Linked DNA regions of Mus musculus: region 2 is linked to region 1. A link is a contact called in public Hi-C data. All regions are on one chromosome and are shown on one strand. Each heading gives the region's core, a stretch centred on a gene start, on an enhancer-like site or on the middle of the called end of the contact. The rest is flanking DNA. Distances are from core to core; before and after follow the strand shown. Region 1 has its middle 35 kb from the start of Kl. Region 2 has its middle 22 kb from the start of 1700028E10Rik.

Evidence for each region. Hi-C and Micro-C count contacts between places; a contact is called where the count stands out from the background.
Region 2: a Hi-C map of liver shows a contact between it and region 1, with 2.4 times the contacts expected there. The contact joins two enhancer-like sites. A contact is called at or near these places in 2 of 39 promoter capture datasets (3T3-L1-derived adipocytes and liver) and 1 of 484 Hi-C or Micro-C datasets (liver).

Annotation. Positions count from the first base shown.
Region 1 is chr5:150,916,125-150,919,444 of GRCm38.p6, forward strand. No RefSeq gene overlaps it. Among named protein-coding and RNA genes, the nearest start is that of Kl, 35 kb to the right of the region's middle. Within about 2 kb of position 1,692, at least 13 of the 459 cell types and tissues checked have an H3K27ac peak or open chromatin away from gene starts, as enhancers often do. A contact at or near this core is called in liver, where this site is marked.
Region 2 is chr5:151,345,242-151,348,561 of GRCm38.p6, forward strand. It overlaps a transcript of Stard13 not described here. Among named protein-coding and RNA genes, the nearest start is that of 1700028E10Rik, 22 kb to the right of the region's middle. Within about 2 kb of position 1,575, at least 40 of the 459 cell types and tissues checked have an H3K27ac peak or open chromatin away from gene starts, as enhancers often do. A contact at or near this core is called in liver, where this site is marked.

The sequences.
Region 1 (3,320 bases), core at 442-2,941:
CTAACGTGGGAGTGTACCATGATGCTAGGCTTCCTCAGGGATGTGTCCTTCCTGGGGTGCAGCGTTGATGTGTGTTGCTGACATGGTTTCATCTAGCCTGGCAGTGTCTAAGTGAGAGGAGAGGAAGGCTGCATTGTTGAGTCCATGAGTAGCTTCTACCTCTGCTCTTATGGCTACCCCTTTACATGATCACAGAGTCAGCCCAACAAATAACTACTTGAAAAGATCTTGGGTTCAAATGTCAAATAGAGTAAATATCTACAAGCCTAATTTACCTAATCAAAATCACCTTGGAGTCTTCAAAATGTAGGGTGAGGGATGCTCCAGGAGAATCCTGGGAACTACTGTCCTCCAAAAGGAGGATGCAGACATTGCCCTCAACCAAGCAGGCTACAAAACGAAACCTGAGTGTCTCCCACAGTTTACTGCCACCCAGTGCAACTAAAAGCTGCTCAGAGACCCAATGAACAGAGCAGGGATTAAAGAGGCAAAAGATTGGTACAAGGTGGCATCTTTGAAGCCCTCATAGTCAAACAGGGCACAGAGAGAATCAGACCAGCAATCGATCAGTGAGCTTAAACAAATGGCTGGTCCGGTCACTCAGCCTCTTTTTCCCTCACTACTGTTAGCATTCTGTCTAAGTTCTGCCCCACAGTTACCTGGCAACAGCCAGGTAGGCCTGACCCACTATAAAAGGGGCTGCTTGCCCCCTCCTCACTCTCTTGCTCTTCCTTTCTTGCTCCTGCTTTGTCTCCTTGCCCCTTTCCCCCTCTCTTCCCATTCCCTTCTCCATCTCTCTCCACTCATGCTCATGGCTGGCCTCCACTTCTCTCTCTCTCTCTCTCTTTTTCTGCCTCTACTACCCTCTTAACTCCCCTCTCCATGCCCTGAATATACTCTATTCAGTGGTGTCGTTGGTCCCTCACAGGGAAGGGATGTCTTGGCATGGGCCCACTGAGGCATCCCCTTCCCCCACACCTCACCAAACCCCATAGAACATAGCCTTCTCTCTTTATCTTTTTATAACACAATAACTACTCCCCAATGCAAGCAAGATACAGAGACAACTCATCACAAAGTCCAAAGGTGGCATCTGGGAACCCTGATGCACCTCTGAAGAGGAGGTCAGAGAGTTCACAGGTAAAAGACGAGGTTGGAAATACTTTTAAAGAATACAAGTTCACGGACCAGTGAGCCGCGGTTATGCATTTAGGAGCCGTCGCCTTTTGCGAGTGACAACTCACTGTCCACGTACTTGGGCAGGAGAGATAGAAGTTAATAAATGAACACGAAGGGACCCAGAAAAGAGCATTGCTGATAGAACACAGCAGAGCTGGGTGGATGCCAAACAGCCATGGGCACACCGCAGCGAAAGGAGGAACAACAGAAGCGCTTTCCAACAAATAACCAACAAATTTGGTGCGGAGGGCAGAGAGACGACTGCTGAAGGGAGCTGATCGTTGTGCTGGGCCAGGAGGATTAAGATGAGTTTGCTGCTTATATCCAGACACTGTGCCATGTGCTCCCAGCTCGAGGGGGCTGAAGCCAGAACGCTGAGCAAGCCCAGCATGACATGTGCACAGACGTGGTCCCTCTCCCTCTGCAAGAGAAGCCCCAATGCCTTCCTGGTTCCAAATCGCCTGAAATTGAGGTGTATGAAACTGGGTACTGGCTGGTAAATTTACCTTAGTAAGGCACGCTCTGAACTCCACTGCCGGTCAAAGGTGGATTAATTCAGATGACCTGGAGGGAAAGTTCACACGAATCACCTCTCTCTCTCTCTCTCTCTCTCTCTCTCTCTCTCTCTCTCGCTCTCGCTCTCGCTCTCTCGCTCTCTCTTGCTTTCTCTCTCTTGCTCTGTCTCTGTCTCTCTCTCTCTCTCTCGCTCTCTCGTTCTCTCGCTCTCTCGCTCTCTCGCTCTCTCGCTCTCTCGCTCTCTCGCTCTCTCGCTCTCTCGCTCTCGCTCTCGTTCTCATCTCATCCCATGGCAGATGGGCGCACTCTGTTGTGGCTACAAAACTCAGGAACGCCCAGGCTTGCTAATTCAGGTATCAGGTGGGATGAAGCCAAGGGCCTCATTTGTTCTGTTTTCATGGCACAAGGGTTTGCTCATAGAAATAAAAAGGTGTATACAAACATCTGTGCTCATCTGTTCATATTAATAAAGTGAATGCTAGATGGGAGATCAGCACCTTCACTAGAATGGTAATTAGTTAAAACACAGCTATTGAACTGGAATTTGTTTGATTTATTCATCTTATATTCAAGCTATTTGTGTAGAAGGAAGGTCTTTAGAATGGATGGCAGATAGATTTTTATTATGAGACCGCATAATATGCATTTTTAAAGATAATACAGGTCTTCAGCCTGTACGGCACATGTCATAGCTAATAAGCTGGGGTTGGGGAAAATTGAAGTCAATGAAAGAATTATGTAACATTAAGGCTGCTGGCAGGGAACGCACTGCCACGGCCGTGGGAAGAGATGGTGGACAGAACAAAGGTAGAAGGAGCTTGGGAGGTGCGCATCTATTAGAAAGGTTAGGCTTAAGTAAACATCGGTGTGTGGGGAGAAAATAGCGGCAGCAATCTAAGTGGAGCCATTACAGCCCCGCTAAAAGCGAGTGAGCACGGAGAGGCGACCAGCAATCAATATGGCCAGAGGCCTTGTCTTGCCCAATTCGTTCTGAGATTTCACATTGGATCCATCCTCATTAGCACGCGGTGGAGCGCTGTCTGCCTGCCTGCGAGGTTTCTTATAGCCTCAGAGAAGCAGAAGAAAGCTGTCAGGGCCCCAGGGGAGCTTGTGGGCTGGTGCCCGCTGTATGTGTGAGCTTTCCAGAGAACCCACAACTGCTCCTTCTGCCATTAAAATCTAGCTAAGGGAGCGCAGACTCAGGTAAGAGGTGCGATTTAGGGTTGGAGAGATGGCTCAGTGGTTAAGAGCACTGACTGCTCTTTCAAAGGTCCTGAGTTCAAATCCCAGCAACCACATGGTGGCTCACAACCATCCGTAATGAGATCTGACGCCTTCCACTGGTGTGTCTAAAAAAACAGCTATAGAGTAACTACATATAATAAATAAATCTTAAAAAATAAAATAAAAAGGTGTGATTTAGATGTCAAATTAGAGTCTTGCGTGATGGATTTGGAAGGAAGACAGGGAGTTGTGGGTGACATAGCAAAACACCAGGTCCAAATGCAAACTCACAGACACAGAAGGATGCTGCGAAGAGACAGATTTGGCCACAGAGTAAGGCCTGGATGAAGGGAAGATGGTGCTAAGATATGTTGGCCAAAGTCCCAGATAGAAGGCAGGGG
Region 2 (3,320 bases), core at 325-2,824, 430 kb after region 1:
AAAAATCATCGCTCAAGACCTGGGCCTCTCTGTCCAAGCTTCCTCCAACAGTACTGGAGGAGAAAATAAGAAGTCCTAATGGAAAAGCAGTTTGTGAGGTCTTTCAACTCCACCTTCTGCTTCTTAAAATCACCTTAGACATTCTGTGGAGGGGGGAATTTTTTCTTACTTCAGAGAAGCCAAAGAATGCAAACCTGTCAGGAGAGGCAGGAGAATAAGAAGAGCAGCCAGAAGTCTGAGCAAGGTATACATTCTTGTAGACATTTAAGCTGAACCTTGCCAGCGAGGATCAGTGAGCCAGAGAGAAGATGGGAAATGCCAGGTCAGAGGTGCAAAACTGATGCAAATAGGAAGAGGTTTAGTAAATAGTGTTGTGGTCCAACAATGTCCCACAAAGTGCACAAACACTGACCTCAGTCACACAGGGATTGTTTATTGAATGCACACCCTAAGTCTGACTGATCAGGGCCACAGATCAGAATTTGGGGGCTCAGCTAGGACCCTGAACATTTCTCAGGGCCGGCTTATAAAGGCTAAAACAGCAAAACCCATGGTGAGCCCATATGCAGGTGCAGGAAGTGCTGCCTGGTGGTTAGCACTGACTCAAGCCATTTTAGGCATAACAGTTCATATTGTCCTATGTAAAGCTTTGTGGCATTTCTTACGATTAACAAACCTCATAACAGGATATGTAATCAGCATGACCTTGCACTGAATCAAGTTATTTTTCTGTGTCAATAACTGGTCCACATATTACAACAACAGTATGAAATAGCTGGCAGGCATGGAACAAAATGACTACAGCTATCAGAGGTGGGGGCGAAGGGGCAGGCCTCAAAAATACCTAAGGATCCAAACACAGTGTGGTGTGGCTGAACCACTAAGTCAAGTCAGAGTCAATTTGATTTTCCACCAAAGGCAACACAATGACATGGAGGGACTTTTCCATAGAACAGACCTGGGATCAGATTTAGTCTCCTTATAACCAGACTGACTTCAAAATTACTGTGGACTACTAAGCGTTCTTTCTCCTTTTTCCAGGCATTAGGGTGACATGTGCAGGCCATGTGGTGGAAAACTACTTTAAGGAGCTGCAATTTCAAGGTGGCGGGGGTGGGGGTTTGGGGGTGGGGTGGGGTTGGGGGCTCAGGCCAAGGTGGTGTCAGGCAGGATACCAAAGGATGGAATTAACAGGAGATAAGGTTTTAAAAATGAGCATGAGATGGATTTGGTGACAGAAAACGCACATTTAAGGGTTAGGGCACCCCTGTCCCCCCGCCCCCCCCCCCCCAGTTTGGAGGCTGAACGATGAGTTGACCAAAGGCTGAACCAGGAGAAGACTGGATGAGCTGAGGTCATCACACGGTGTTCTTAGAGATTTGAGCATAGCCAGATGGAAGCTCAGGACTCAGGTGCATGCATGCAGATGCAGGTTCTTGATGGCAGTCGGCACTCTCCCTGTCTTCGATGCCCAGAACACGGCTCCCCATTTCACCTGGTCCTACCCACTCTATCCTCATGAGTAAGTGAACAGAACATTAGTCCAAAGCTACTCATGAGTCACGGTCCTGACTCTGTGCCAGGGCCGCTCTTCCAAGTCAAGGACACGGGGCCAGGCCAAAGTGGCATTGTCACACGCTCAGCCAGAAACCTCTTGGCTTTGGCTTCTGTGACTCAAAAAGTTCACAGGCCAAGAAGGCTAGGGAGATGGCTCAGTAGATAAAGTGCTTCCTGGTTGATTGTAAGCACCTGAGTTTAGGTCCCTAGGCGTGGCAACAGGTATCTGTAGTCTCACTGCTGGGAGGCAGAAATGGAAAGATCTCTCGGGGTTGCAACTACCAGCCTAGCTCCAGGCTCACAGAGAGACTGCCTCAAGAAGTATAGAGAAGATCTGTAACTAAGTGCTTGTATTCTAATGCTAATGGGGTCCCCAAAATAAGTTTGCATGAGAAGGTCTGCATGTAGCTGTGGGAACCTGCCCCCAATTAATTCTGATTAGTAAATAAAGATGACAGCCAATAGCTAGGGAGAAGAGAAAGCTAGGTTTTAGGTTTCCCCAGCTTGGGACCACAATGAGGAGAAGGAAGGGAGAGATGCCAAGCCTAGGATGTGGACAAGAGAGAGGAGCAGAGCTGCCATGTAAGGGGGCCAGAGGACCAGTCCAAAGGGCTGCTCAACTGGGTCAAGATCAGCCAAGATAGAACATAGAAATTTATAAGTAGTAACTCAGAATTATCAATGGGAGGTAGATTCTAATAACAGGGAGGTTAGGTAATTGCCAAGCTATTGTGCTGCTTAAGGCATATTACATGTAAAGGCTGTGTGTGTGTGTGTGTGTGTGTGTGTGTGTGAGAGAGAGAGAGAGAGAGAGAGAGATTTGGAAACATAAACCATTGAGATAGGAAGCAACCCCATGCCAGGATTTATTTATTAAAATATTTATTAAAATTATTTCAACAGAGATCAACTCAGAAAGATACCCTATATCGATCTGTAGCCTCTATGTACACAAACACCTATACACACACACACACACACACACACACACACACACACAAAGCACAAACCTTGGACTCTCTTTTGTTTCTGTCAACATGGTCTGGACTGTCTGTTAGCCATTTTACAGCCTATAACAGCCCATGTAATGCACTTCATAGAGACTTGAACATGACTTGTCTGATGTCCTACCTTCAGGACTCACCCATTGGTGAGCAGAAGATGTCTTTGTCCCTTCTAGAAAAGTGGGCCCTGTGCCAGGCACACACGGTGCAGGATATCTCTAAGCTGTCATCTGTTGTTTGGCAGAAGTGTTTAAGCTCAGTTTTAGTCCTGATCTACTCTGTATCTCATTTATCCTTCTAGCTATTCATCAGCTACCACCCTTCAATGACACAAAGAGTGTTGAAAACTAGAAGTAGATATTCTTCACTCTAGACATGATCTACTGAAAGTATATCAAACTCTGAATATCAATAGACCTGGGAAGAGTGCTCCCCAGTGATCTGTGTAATTAAGTCTTGGCCTCCAGGATGTGGTGCCCTGGAAGTTGCTGGACACTTTGAAATGTAGGGCTTCATTGGGGGAACTTAGAGTCATTTGAAGGGCATGCCCGGGAAGGGAATGTTAGGACCCCTGGCTCTTCCTTTTCACCTCTCTTCTGTCTATAAGGCAAAGATTCATGTACTCCAGGGGACTAACACATGTAAAGTAAACCTTCCTTCTTTTTTAAGTTGATGATTTTGTAATGGTAACAGAACTCTGACTAATACAAGTAATAAAGACCGAACACCTATAATCTCCATCCTCCCCAGTGATAGCTT